Regions from separate parts of the Mus musculus genome. Here all the other regions are linked to region 3. The links are chromatin contacts, called in public HiChIP or PLAC-seq maps. All regions are on one chromosome and are shown on one strand. Each heading gives the region's core, a stretch centred on a gene start, on an enhancer-like site or on the middle of the called end of the contact. The rest is flanking DNA. Distances are from core to core; before and after follow the strand shown. Region 1 overlaps Lrpprc (leucine-rich PPR-motif containing). Region 2 has its middle 66 kb from the start of 1110020A21Rik. Region 3 holds the start of Six3 (sine oculis-related homeobox 3). Region 4 overlaps Lrpprc (leucine-rich PPR-motif containing).

Region 1 (2,929 bases), core at 198-2,697, 910 kb after region 3:
TTGTTTCCTACTTTGTTCAGGAAGGCCACAGAATTTCTTTTCTCCCCCCCCCCCCCCAAAAAAGTGCCCTTTTCTGAGGATTCTAGTATTGAGTATTTTCCAAATATATGGTGCCCGATGAAAAGAAGTCTCTGTTAGCCATGAAAGTACAACTTTTGGTGTATGATCTTTTTATTTTTTTTCATCTCCAAATGTCATATGTTGTCTTTGCTTCATATTCTAATGCCCTCTGTGATCTATAAAGCCAAAATTATAGCATTTTATATCTATATAACTAGGTTATGTTACATGATAGGCTTTGAAAATTATTAGTTATTAATCTGCTTATAAATATAGTCCCTTTTTTCTGAAGTATTTGCATGAGTATCCACATGAGTTAAAACGGACTGCAATTTTATACAAGTAAATACTTTATTGTGATTTTGTTTTCATTTACAGTAATAAACTTGATGCTGCCATAGAAAACATTGAGCACCTGCTTGCTTCCGAGAACCAAGCCATAGAACCTCAGTACTTTGGCTTGTCGTATCTATTCAGAAAAGTGATCGAAGAGCAGATGGAACCAGCGCTAGAGAAGTGTGAGTTGCCTTGCTGTTAAAAGAGCGTAGAAGCTCATCTTTGTCTTGGGTGAAATTGGCCCAGACTTCTTTGGCCCGTGAGCCATTCCCGTTTAGTGAACGCTTTTCCTTACCTGTGTTTCTTGCAGTAAGCATCATGTCTGAGAGAATGGCGAATCAGTTTGCACTTTACAAGCCCGTCACTGATCTATTCCTGCAGCTTGTGGATTCAGGCAAGGTGGATGAGGCCAGAGCTCTCTTAGAGGTAATGACTCCTCATCGGGACTCGGAGCTCATGAGAATTGAACTGGGAGAGGACTAGACCGGAGTGCACGGGATGGATGAAACTCCTGCTAGAACCCTGAAGTTCAGTGTCAATCCAGATTGCATGACGACCCTGTGGGCTGTCTATTGCCAGTTTTAAAGATGTCAGGTCGAACTGGAAATCCTAGTAATTAAGACAGGCGTCGAGTAGGAAACTGAGACAAGTGGTTCTGCAAAGATGGCTAATGCAAAGCATCAAATCCTTTGGTTTCCTAATTTCTTTAATGCTCTAAATACTGTGCATCACCATGGCAACACAGTTTGCAAACAAGAAGTAGGAAATGTTTGCTTTTCACGTACAGCTTCTCACTTGAATACTCAAACATTCTCAGTGCCTTATTCAAGGTTTATTAAGAGTTGAATTTGCTTTCTATTCACTAATGTGTCACAGACACATTAAATGACAAATGTGGCTCTCTCTGTGGCCCGCACTCAGTTAAATCAGCAATCTGGAGGAGAGGAGACGACTGCTTTCATGCCATTTTAACAGCTCTAAATAGAAAGCTGTGCCAAGCGCGCTGGAGCGGTGGGTGATCCGCCGCCGCTGGCAATGTACACAAACAGGCACCGCCGGGGGCCCCTTCCCAGCAGGTGGCAGTCAAACAGTCACGGTGATCCCGCCAGCGGCTGTGTTTGTGTAGACTCCCTGTGTCAAATTGAGGCCTGGGACCAATTTCTGATTGTAAATACTGTTATGTTCACTTCCGCTCCTACCAGCTGGGAGGAGTCAGTGAAGATGTGGACGGCACGCTCTAGCCACTGGCTTGAGCTCCAGGTTTGATCCAAGTGTGTCTAGCTTGACAGCACAAGCCACGCCACTTACAGAGGCGTGTCTGAACATTTTCCTCTGCTTTAACAGATTGCTTCTGTTTGGTTTGGTTTGTTTACTTCCTTTGTAGGAAATTGGACAGATAGTTTTCTGGGAATCTTCATTGTTCTCTCAGGCAGCCTTTTATGCTTTATCTCCCTGGGTTTGGTGCTAACAGGTTACCCTGGGCTGTAAGCAGATACCTAGTCACACTGGTGAAGGTGTTCTTTCACCTTGAACACACTCTTCTAATTGTTCTCTAGAGGAGGACCTTGCTGGCTCTACCAGCTCATTGTGAGCCACCATTTTCATGCCTTCCAGAGAAGTAGAATTGCCAGCAGCCATGCTCAGAGCTGTCTCCAGCAGCCGTACCACACCTTGGAGCTCTTGGTGGTGGCTGAGTGCAGACCTGACAGCAGCCGCATCTCTGCCTGCCACACAATGAAGAGCTGAGCTTCTCTAGTGAGGAGCGCTTGGCTCCCGGGTGTTTATGACGCCAATGTTGTGTGTGTCCCAGCCGTTTTTTTGTGCTGTTCATCTTAGCATTGACAGTGTTGTAAAGCTTTGAGCAAGCACTGTGCTGTCAGAAACGTGGAGGATGACATCTGCGATGATGTAAACTAAAATATTGTCTTGCCAGATTTCATTTGACTAAAGCATGTAGGACTGGATAGACACTTGATTTATCTGGTCTGTCATAGAAACTTTGTTAGTATAACTTTTGTCTCTTTCTCGAGCACTGGCTGTCTGTTGCAGTGAAAGCCTTTTATAACTGCAGAGATTGAAATCAGTCCTTTTGTATGCATAAGTGTAGGTAATTATACTTTAAAGAGAACTTGCTTTGTACATTTTAATTTTTATAAAGAAACGAGCAGTTATCTCCCTGACACCTTATTAAATGTATAATTAACCTTATGATCCCTAGCTCACTTGTGAATGCTTGGCAGAGTAATTGGCGAGGAGTGGTGGTCCTTCCTCCCTCTTTCTTTGCAGTCCTGAGCCTTGTTCTGTGCTTGTTGAAGCATTAGTTTAATTTTTCCCTTTTCTCTTTAAACAAACTTCATCCCTGATGCAGAGAGCCACACTCACCAGGGTTGACACAGCTCGCCCATCGCCCCCTTTCGTGCCTAAGTAAACCTGGCCAGATGCTGGGCTCCTGGTGGGCATGGTGCGTTGCTGTGTCACCGGGAACTTCCTTAATTGGGAGATTTGCCCTGGCTGGCTCACTTAACACCGCCAC
Region 2 (3,098 bases), core at 256-2,755, 730 kb after region 3:
GTTTCCCTGTGTGTAGCTCTGGCTATCCTGGAACTCACTCTGTAGTCCAGGCTGGCCTCAAACTCAGAGATCCACCTGCCTCTGCCTCCCAAGCACCCCATTAAAGGTGTGAGCCAGCGCTGTCTGGCTTCAATTCACTTATTGTTAGCATTCCTTCAGAAATGCCAAGCGTAAAGCGGTCTTCACAAATATGGGTCTTGGTGGCAGGTAACACCTCTTAAATATAGATACTGTCAACTTTGAATAAGTGTGAGTATAAATGGGAATATACATATGAATATAAATGAAAGCCCATTTCCCCCTTATATAAGTGTGGTGATTTAAATGAGATGTTCCTTCATATTCATATTCTCGGGCACTTGGATTATTGCTCTGGAGTTGAAGACACAGTTAGGGGAAGATTTAGAGATTTAGCCTTGCTGGAGGAAGTCTGTCACTGGGGGTCAGCTTTGAGGCTTCAAACCTCGGACCATGGTCTCTCTTGCTTGTGGTTTGAGATTTGAGTTCTCACCTGCTCTAGTCACCATGCCTGTATGCTGTCATGCTTCCCCTTGTGACAGGGGATGGGCTTTTACACCTCTGCAAACACAAGCCCCAGACGAACCCTTCATGCTACAGGCTGCCTTGGTCAGACCGTTTTATAACAGCCGTAGGAAAAGCGGTTAATAGAACATGGATTCTCGGCCCTGACACTAGCAACATTTAGGTCAGATAATTCTTTGTTGTGGGATTTTGTTGTTGTTGATTGTTTTGTTTTATGAGACGGAGTCATCCTGTGTAGCTCAGGCTAGCCTTGATCTCAAAGCAATCCCCTTGCCTCGGTCTCCTGAGAGTGGGTGTGCCAGGTGTGTGCTACTACCTACTCCTAGCTTAACTTGGGAAGGTGGGTTGTGTGTTGCCAGATGATCAGCAGTCCACGACAGGTGCCAGAACGGCTTGCCAGAACCTTGACTTCTAGTTATGACAACTAAAACTGTCCTCAGATGTGACAAATGTCCCTGGCAGGGCAGGAAGAGAGGATGTACCTCAATGCATCATTTTTCTTGGTGCCCAATGGGTGTTTCAGAATAAATGAATTCTCTCTTGAAAAGGCTGTTTCATACCCAGAGTTCACCATCCTGGCTCATCAAAGACTTAGGGCTAGTCTACATTACTAACTCTTGAGCAAGGAACATCTAAACAGTGATTAAAATGTATTATACTAGTGTGATAGCTAACACATGCTAAGGAGAAGGCGCTCCCTGAGGCATAATCACGCTATGTAAATTCCCTAAGTATTTGAAAATCTGGAATAAAATTGAAAATGAGAATGACATTCTGGCATGCTGGCACTCTGCTTAGCTATTTCCCCAAGGAAGGGCATCTTTCTCCCAACATCTTCATAAGCTCCACCTCCACGGAGCTTGCCTGAGCTTTTAAGAAACTGGGGCTGAATCCGTCAAGGTTTGAGCTGGCAGAGGCACCCCAGCAAGGAGCCCCCTGGCCAGACCGAGGAGGATTGGTTCTAGGACATAAATAGCAGCTACATCATCATCAAAGCTTCCTGCTTAAGAACGGGCTTCATGAGAACTCAGCTCATTGTGTGAAAATTCAGATGACTGAACTATAATTAGCTCGATTAGTCAACGTTTTAATTCATAGGATTCTGGCTTTGATGTATTCCTTTCTCACAGAATCAAAGCTAATAATTCTGGAATCGTAATTGGGGACCGAGTGCCAGTGGAACGTGGGGAGTTCCTCACTTCTTTGCCAAGTCCTGCTTCTGCGACTGTTGCTCCCTGACCATCCCTGCTTGTGAACCTGGCCCCGGCACCTCAAGCATGACCTCAGTCCCTAGCTTCAGAGGACATTTCCTCGGTGTCTTCTCTGAGTCAAGAAGCCCGGCAGTGACATTCTCCATACCTAGACTTCGACACGAAGCTTCACGGGTCTGAACACAGAAGAGGAGCTGAACATGTGGTTTCAGACTTCGCTAATGAGCACAGCGACAGAGATCCTCCCTGTTTCTGGGGTCACACCTAACTGACACAACAAATTTAAGTGATCTTGCTTCCCCTTCTCAAACACAAGCACACGAGGTAATTCTGGTTAATGGGGTAAGAAGGAGGCTGGGTGGTGGTGGCGCACGCCTTTAATCCCAGCACTCGGGAGGCAGATGCAGGTGTATTTCTGAGTTCGAGGCCAGCTTGGTCTACAGAGTGAGTTCCAGGACAGCCAGGGCTACACAGAGAAACCTTGTCTTAACCAAATAAATATAATAATAATAATAATAATAATAATAATAATAAGAAGAAGAAGAAGAAGAAGAAGAAGGAGAAGAAGAAGAAGGAGAAGAAGAAGAATGGGGTAAGGAGTCTGCTGCTGGGAGAGTCTCAAAAGTATCCCTTGCTTAAGAAGGCAGACAAACCAACTGGAGAGACGGCTCAGTGGTTAAGAGCACTGGCTGCTCTTCCAGTGTCTATGTGGCCAACCACAATCATCTGCAACTCTAGTGCCAGGTGATCTGACGCCCTCTTCTGACCTCCACGGACACCAGGCACACACATGATACACATACACAGTTCAAATAAAACACTTATTATACATGTGGAATAGAAGAAATAACCTAAAAGGAAAAGAAAAAAAAACAACAAAGCAAACATGAAGCCAGCCTTCTGCAGTTGGATGTTGTGTTTTCACACGACATTAGAGCTGTGCCAAGCATGAAGTCAGGGCTACCTGGGGATAAAGCACACAGACTGAAGATACAGAATGGGGAGGTGGGAGGCAGGTAGCTCCTGAGACAATGACAATGCATCAGCTAGCCCTGTAGCTGTGGTACCTCCAGATTTTTCACTAAGTAGGCACAGCCACCAGCAGAGATCCTGGACACTCTCTAATGGTAAAGGCCATCTCAGAACGATGTCTTTCTCATTTTGCTAGTTTATTTTTCATTTATTTTTGCGGGTTGTTTTGGCTTTTGTTTTGCTATTGATGTTTTATTTCTTATTGCTTCTGAAAGACAGGATCTCATTATCTAGCCCAGACTGGCCTTGAACTGATGGTCCGCCAGCCTCAGACCCCCGTATGCTGAAACTGGAGGTATGTGCCACCCCGGC
Region 3 (3,214 bases), core at 157-2,656:
ATATAAACCCACAGCCAGTTGTTCCCTGTTCCAGGGCAACCAGAAACTTTTCTCTAACTGTCCAGAGAGCACCGGTATCTCCAGAACTGGATCAGCCGCCTCTACCATTCCCCGACAGCCTGAGTTTCCACCCGTTTCCATTTTTCTAGCCCGGAGCCTGTGGTGGCCTGGCCGCGGTCCCCGCCACTGACCTGTTCTTGGCCGCCGCTGCGCGGTCGCGCTGTCGCCGGTTCTTAAACCAGTTGCCTACTTGTGTGGGGGTGAGGCCGGTGGCCTGCGCCAGTTCGCGTTTCTTGCTGGGGTTGGGGTAGGGATCCTGCAGGTACCACTCCCGCAGCAGGCTCCGAGTCCGCTCCTTGAAGCAATGGGTCTTCTGCTCGCCATCCCAGATGGTGCGCGGCAGAGGGAACTTCTTGCGCACGCGGTACTTGTCCACCGGGCCGAGCGGGCGGCCGCGCAGCTTCTCGGCCTCCTGGTAGTGCGCCTCGAGCCACATGGCTTGCAGCTTGCCGTGAGACTCCTTAGTGAACTTGTGGTTCTCCAGGATGTGGTACAGGTCGCGGAAGTTGCCGGTGTGGAAGGCGACGACAGCGCGCGCGCGCAGGATCGACTCGTGTTTGTTGATGGCCTCGCACGCCCCGGGGGCCACGGGCAGCGACCAGAGGAAGCGGCCCAGCCGCTCGATGTCGCCCGTCTCCTCCAGCGTCTCGCAGACGCTGGCCACCTGCTCCGGCGAGAAGTTGAGGGTGGGCAACTGGAACATGGACAACTCTTCCGGGGGGGCCCTGGAGCCGCCGCCGCCGCTGCCGCCGCCTGCTCCGCCAGCACCGCCGCCTCCCGCACGGTTCCCGCCGCCGCCTCCTCCCGCGCCGCCGCCGCCGCCGCTCGCACCGCTCCCGCCGCCGCTACTCGCCAGAAGTAGGGAGCAGTGGTGAGAATCGGCGAAGTTTGGCAACAAGAAGTGGGAGGAATAGAGATCTAGGGGGGAGCGGAATACCATGGACTGACCTGAGAGGAGAGGAAAAAATTCAGGGAGAGGAAGAGAGAGGGGAGGAAGAGGAGGAGAGGGGCGATGAGGACCAGGAGGAGGGAGAGGAGAGGGGGGAGGAGGAGATGGAAAGGAGGGGGGAGCAGAAGGAGAAGGAGGGGGAGGAGGAAGGACGTAAGGGACACCCACACCCCACACACATCCACATACACACACACCCGCGCAGCCACATAGAGAGGGAGGAAGGAGAGCGGCCCGGTGCGCGCGCGCAGAGAGAGAGAGAGAGAGAGAGAGAGAGAGAGAGAGAGAGAGAGAGAGAGAGAGAGAGAGCGCGAGCCCGAGGCAGAGAGAGGGAGAGGGAGAGAGGAGAGCGAGAGCCAACCACGGCCGAGTCAAGATTCAGCGATTCCACAGCAATCGCCCTAATGACAACAGCCTCATAATATCTCCCCTAAATCCACAGTGAGTGCAGCATTGAAACATTTTGTTTCGCTTTTCTATTGGTCTGTGGCGTGTCGTTGTGGCGTTGCCACGGCAACCACTGCCAATCACTGTCAGCCCTGCCAATCAATACTGAGAACGTAAGGACGGTTTTACCACTTAGCCGGAGGGGGGGGGGGTGAGGGAGAAGAGGGCGAAACAGAATTAAAAAAAATCTTTGCAACTCTTAATATCCTCTCTCTCTCTCTCTCTCTCTCTCTCTCTCTCTCTCTCTCTCTCTTTCTCTCTCCTCTTCCTCCTCCTCTTGCTCAAAGAAGTTTTGATCAAAAATTCGAAAAGGAATAGGAGTAGAGTAGTTGAATGCAGCGAGCTATTCGTTACACGGAGTGTTTGGGGTTAGGAAGAGACTCCAGCCTCAGGAGCACCAGGCAGCCTTAGATGAGGCTGGGGATCAGGTGACCTGGCAAGGTTTGCACATGGTATCTCAGCCACCTCCTTCTGTCTATGTGACCACTGGTCAGGAAGAAAGAGGAGAGATGACGAGGCTCACTGCATAGTCACCGTAGCAAGCTGCTGGGGGAGCCTAGATCTGGGAGACAGAATATGGTACATAGGGAGTTGAAGCCAGGGCTAAGATTAACAAGCAGGAGGCTATGAGGCTTTCCTGGCCAGTCAGTGCCCTTGGACTACATTTCCCAACTCTTTCCACACCATTGCACAGTTCTGCTCCCAGCCAAGCATTGGTGAAGTTTTCCATCACTATGCATTTTATAACAGTGGAGACATTACACTTTCTCTGTCTTCAAAATCAACTCCACTCTTTGTTCCCCCACCCCCCAGACTTCAGCTGTCTCCCACAGTGGTAGACTAGCAACAGGAGGCCAGAAACCTAGGGACTCTGGACCTAGGGGAGGATGCCCACTTTTCCTACCATGGGTACAACCCCTGTCATGCCCAACATCCCCCAAAAGATACAGAAACTTTAGAGGCCACCCTGAGTAAGCGCCCAAGGCCTGAAAGCTCATAATGTAAATAACTACAATACATAATTAAAGCCAAAATTCTCCATACATAAAGCAATATCATAACCCTGAAACAGACTCCCCTTGTCCAAAGAACTCAGAGTGTCTTTCCTGCCTGCGGCTACCACAGCCTCTGGGCCAGGCCCGGGCATTTATTTATTCTTAGGTATGTTGCTTGTGAGAAGTTGTAATCTGCATCTTGAGGCCGGCCTCCCTTTGTGAGGCTTCTGTAACTATGGAAGTGTGATTTACGCAGATTTGTCCGGGTCAGAGACATCTTTCCCTACGCACTGTGTATATTTAGACAGGATTCGGACTGGTGTTAAAAAGTGTATATGTTGAATGGATTCACACACAGTAGCTAACAATGCCCACATTGTCGGCCCATGTACAACGCGTATTGAAACGCAGCGCCCAGACTTCAACTAATCTGCCCTCAATAAAGCTGAAATAATTATCCTAAGCTGCCTTTCCAGAAGAAAAATCATTGAGGAATTCAAAACTTTTTTTAAAAAGATCTTTTCTACATTCCGATGCAGATCTGGGGGCGCGGCGCCGGGTACACACCACTCAGGAGAGCTCAATGAGGGAGAAGTGGAAAAAAAGAAGTTGTGGGAGAATTTAAACGTGAACCCAACTGGAGGCTGGAGCCAAAATGGTCGCAGGCCCTAAATCTCAAGCTCGGATCTTTCTTAGGCCTTGATCCGACAGTGCCAGGTTTTAAAGGGCCGAGGAGTGCAAACTCGGTTTGAGGGTGACACCG
Region 4 (3,210 bases), core at 600-3,099, 870 kb after region 3:
AAATATGAGTCAGACATGGTTATTGGTGGCTATGCAGCATTAATAAATTTGTGCTGTCGACATGATAATGCAGAAGATGCGTGGAACTTGAAACAAGAAGTGTAAGTGCCTTGCAACTGGAATAAACCAGCAGATGTATAAAGTGCCCTGATGCACTGAATGGATTGAAGATTGCTCTTACATTCTTGTAAAAGTTCTTTTGTTTTCAGTGTTTGTTTAAGTCCCATGCTGGAAGGGCTCCTTGGTTACTGATGTCATACTTCCTGCAGGGCCTTTTCAGTTTAGTAGAACATTCTAGTTCCCAAGCCACGGCATGCGGCAGCGGCTTCCAGTGAGCTGCGGCCCGTCCGTTCCCTTGCCCTGTAGTGCTGCACACAGTCCTGTCTACCTCCAGGCAGCTTGCGTTTCTTTACTACCAGATTCTAACATGGAGATAAGTAAGTGTAGGTATTTGGGTGGTCACAGTGAAGGCTAGAACATGAAAAGACCTGTAAAGACAAAGTGTGTCTTCAGTATCTTCCTGTGCAGCCAGGCAGTGTGTGCTTCTGCAGTCCTCCTTATGCATTCATGACTGTAAATAACTTCGAATTGATACATGGTTTCAGACACGTTATGTGTCAAGGCGGGTATCGCAATGCAGACTGTTTGGTTAGTTTTTGGAAAGTGATCAATTGACTATGACTGTCGTTTTTATAGTTAATTGACTCCCATAACTCTGGCTTATTTTATAGTGACCGCTTAGATGCTTCGGCTATTCTTGACACTGCCAAGTACGTAGCCCTTGTAAAAGTACTGGGAAAGCACAGCAGACTCCAAGGTAAGCCCCAGGACATGGGGGAACTCTGCGATGCCAGTCCTTACCCTGGATTCACACGTGAATTGATATTAATGGCTATCATGCTCTACAAAGTGCTTGAACACTTTGCATACAAATTTGCATGTGAATCCGAGCAGCGACTGCATGGGCAGTGCAGGCCATTAGTTTTAATGGATAGGCAGGCTTGTCATTTACTTTTGCACAGCTCAGTGCCTTTTGCATTTCTGCAGCTAGTTTTTATTAGCATTGCTGTTTGGACTGAGTTTGAAGATCATGACTTATGGCACAGTTTGCTTATGTGCCTGCACTAATGGCTTTGTTTTTGCTTAAAAAGATCTGAAGGCTGAACCTAAAACCTGCAAACACAACCTGATAGATATGGACCTGAACTGCCGAGTTTTGCCTTAACCTTTAGTAACAGTAACAAGATGGATATTTTAGTTGAAAAGCGAATTTGATTACATGGATGATTTACATGCTCTAATTTCCTCGTTGGAAAATTGCTAACCCTAATAATCTAATTAATTGCACTTGCTATGCAGTCTTCCTGTTGCTAGTTCTTGGTCCTCTTAGCCTGGTACCAGAACTTGGTCCTTACATTTCCTCTCTTTTATTTTCAGAAGAGACGGAATGGGAGCTTTTTTTGATTTGAATGTTGACATTTTTCCTAGGAAGTCTTTCTAACACAAATTAGTCTGCTTTTTAAAATTAGTTTTTGTAAAGTGGTCAAAACATTTTGTCTGTATAATAATTGAGAAGAAACATTATAAAAGTGCACTTATTCCATATTCTAAACTGTTTGTTTGTACCTTCCTAATGAAGCTTAATGAATCTAATGTATTAGTATGCAGTCTTTTGGAAAGCTTTCATTGGCTCTGCTTGGCTAATTAGTATCGACATAGCAAACAGGCCGTATCGGTATCAGACCATTAGTCTGGCTGAAGATACAGTGTAAACACATCTTTATTATCTGGCCTCCTGACAAGCCATCTGCCGAAGAAACAATGGTGTGATTTAGCAGATGTTAGCTCTGAACGATAAAAGCATCCATTTAGCAGGATCTTACAGCTACAGGGCAGACCATGCAGGGCTGCGTGGTGCAGAGTGGGCACACGGTCCCTATCTGTAATTTGTAGTCAAAGTTGCAGGGAAATGATAAAACCATGCTATTGTGGATTTATAATTGTAGTCTCGTTTAGAAATGCAAGTAGTAATTAACTCGAAATCGGCATTATACACTAGAATTTACATTCCTGCTGGGCTCGAAATGCTGGTCTAATAGCAGTTTGTTTTCCCTATGTGAAATTACCTAAGGGTCTTTTGTGTTACTTCATTGTAGATGCTATTAACATTCTAAAGGAGATGAAAGAGAAGGATGTTGTTATCAAAGATGCAACAGTCTTGTCCTTTTTCCACATCCTCAATGGTGCAGCTTTAAGAGGTGAAATTGAAACAGTAAAACAGCTGCATGAAGCCATCGTGACTCTTGGGTTGGCAAAGCCGTCCAGCAACATAAGCTTCCCGTTGGTCACTGTGCACCTGGAAAAGTAAGCTCATTGCACTTTGGATTTGGGATGTCTGGGCCTTTGCTCTGCAAATACTCTGGTGATTAGAACCCTTGACTCATTTGTTGATGTAGAAGGAAACCGAGGTAGACTAGGAATCCCTTTAGACACCAGCAGCCCAGCGGCTGTCTTTTACCTGTCAGTGGAGGTCTCTAGTGACTCTTGTTGTTTAAAGAGCGTATAATGGTATTATATGAAATTGTATCTGTGGTCGGGTGTGGTGGTACACACCTATAATCCCAGCACTCTGGAGGTTGAGGCTGGAGGCTGATAGCAAGTTCAGACCCGTCCGAGTTGTGTAGTGAGTTCTAGGCCAGCCTTAGCTACAAAGCAACGCCTTAACTCCAAAAACTAAAAACAAGCCAGACATGGTGGTGCATGCCTTTAATCCTAGCACATGGGAGGTAGGAGGCAGAGGCTGGCACATTTCCGAGTCCTGGGCCAGCCAGGGCTATAGTGTGAGAACTCTAAAGAAATGAATACATAAATACAAAGTTTCCTCTAACCTTTGAGTCTGATAAGTGCTGGTTATTAATGACTATAATAAACTAAGATCCTCTGGAAGGCTTTCTCCTTATACCGTGTGGTTGTTATCCAGGGAATAAACAGAGACCTCTCCTGGCATTCCTCCTCTGTTTGCTCGGTAACCACACGTACCAGGATACGAGTCCATCTCTGAGAAGTGTTTCTCTTTATGGGAAATGAATTTTGTTGAAAAGGCAAGATTTTCTGAGATTGGAATTTTTTTCCTTTGCAAATGCCCTTGTTGGTTGGTGCCCAGTTTAAGGCGTTACTTGCAGAGCAAGTCAGTGTTTCTTCTAACAAGGA

What was found. HiChIP or PLAC-seq counts read pairs in DNA pulled down with a chosen protein or histone mark.
Region 1: a contact with region 3 is called in an H3K4me3 HiChIP or PLAC-seq map of embryonic basal ganglia, with 5 times the contacts expected there. The contact joins the enhancer-like site here to the promoter of Six3 in region 3. A contact is called at or near these places in 16 of 39 promoter capture datasets (the 3T3-L1 cell line, 3T3-L1-derived adipocytes, the HPC-7 cell line and 9 more), 4 of 15 datasets of contacts at CTCF or cohesin (embryonic stem cells, large pre-B cells, pro-B cells and 1 more), 28 of 484 Hi-C or Micro-C datasets (CD4 T cells, CD8 T cells, the N1E-115 cell line and 12 more), 13 of 115 datasets of contacts at active chromatin or transcription factors (astrocytes, craniofacial prominence, embryonic basal ganglia and 6 more) and 1 of 9 other capture datasets (adipose tissue).
Region 2: a contact with region 3 is called in an H3K4me3 HiChIP or PLAC-seq map of forebrain, with 5 times the contacts expected there. The contact joins the enhancer-like site here to the promoter of Six3 in region 3. A contact is called at or near these places in 14 of 39 promoter capture datasets (the 3T3-L1 cell line, 3T3-L1-derived adipocytes, embryonic stem cells and 8 more), 7 of 484 Hi-C or Micro-C datasets (the C2C12 cell line, embryonic fibroblasts, frontal cortex and 4 more), 9 of 115 datasets of contacts at active chromatin or transcription factors (craniofacial prominence, embryonic basal ganglia, embryonic forebrain and 5 more) and 2 of 9 other capture datasets (adipose tissue and liver).
Region 4: a contact with region 3 is called in an H3K4me3 HiChIP or PLAC-seq map of embryonic basal ganglia, with 7 times the contacts expected there. The contact joins the enhancer-like site here to the promoter of Six3 in region 3. A contact is called at or near these places in 10 of 39 promoter capture datasets (3T3-L1-derived adipocytes, the HPC-7 cell line, HPC-7-derived erythroid cells and 5 more), 2 of 15 datasets of contacts at CTCF or cohesin (pro-B cells and stem cell-derived epiblast-like cells), 20 of 484 Hi-C or Micro-C datasets (CD4 T cells, CD8 T cells, the N1E-115 cell line and 11 more), 12 of 115 datasets of contacts at active chromatin or transcription factors (astrocytes, craniofacial prominence, embryonic basal ganglia and 8 more) and 2 of 9 other capture datasets (adipose tissue and embryonic stem cells).

What each region holds. Positions count from the first base shown.
Region 1 is chr17:84,708,184-84,711,112 of GRCm38.p6, reverse strand. Lrpprc (leucine-rich PPR-motif containing) reads left to right here. Exons shown (of 38, transcript NM_028233.2): 33 at 439-578; 34 at 707-822. Among named protein-coding and RNA genes, the nearest start is that of Abcg8, 27 kb to the right of the region's middle. Within about 2 kb of position 1,447, at least 35 of the 459 cell types and tissues checked have an H3K27ac peak or open chromatin away from gene starts, as enhancers often do. A contact at or near this core is called in cortical neurons, embryonic basal ganglia, forebrain and 1 more, where this site is marked.
Region 2 is chr17:84,889,543-84,892,640 of GRCm38.p6, reverse strand. No RefSeq gene overlaps it. Among named protein-coding and RNA genes, the nearest start is that of 1110020A21Rik, 66 kb to the left of the region's middle. Within about 2 kb of position 1,505, at least 11 of the 459 cell types and tissues checked have an H3K27ac peak or open chromatin away from gene starts, as enhancers often do. A contact at or near this core is called in forebrain, where this site is marked.
Region 3 is chr17:85,619,026-85,622,239 of GRCm38.p6, reverse strand. Six3 (sine oculis-related homeobox 3) reads right to left here and starts at 1,406. Exons shown (of 2, transcript NM_011381.4): 1 at 192-1,406. The coding sequence starts at 1,000.
Region 4 is chr17:84,748,115-84,751,324 of GRCm38.p6, reverse strand. Lrpprc (leucine-rich PPR-motif containing) reads left to right here. Exons shown (of 38, transcript NM_028233.2): 21 at 1-101; 22 at 732-817; 23 at 2,157-2,364. Among named protein-coding and RNA genes, the nearest start is that of Lrpprc, 41 kb to the left of the region's middle. Within about 2 kb of position 1,849, at least 44 of the 459 cell types and tissues checked have an H3K27ac peak or open chromatin away from gene starts, as enhancers often do. A contact at or near this core is called in the N1E-115 cell line, embryonic basal ganglia, embryonic brain and 1 more, where this site is marked.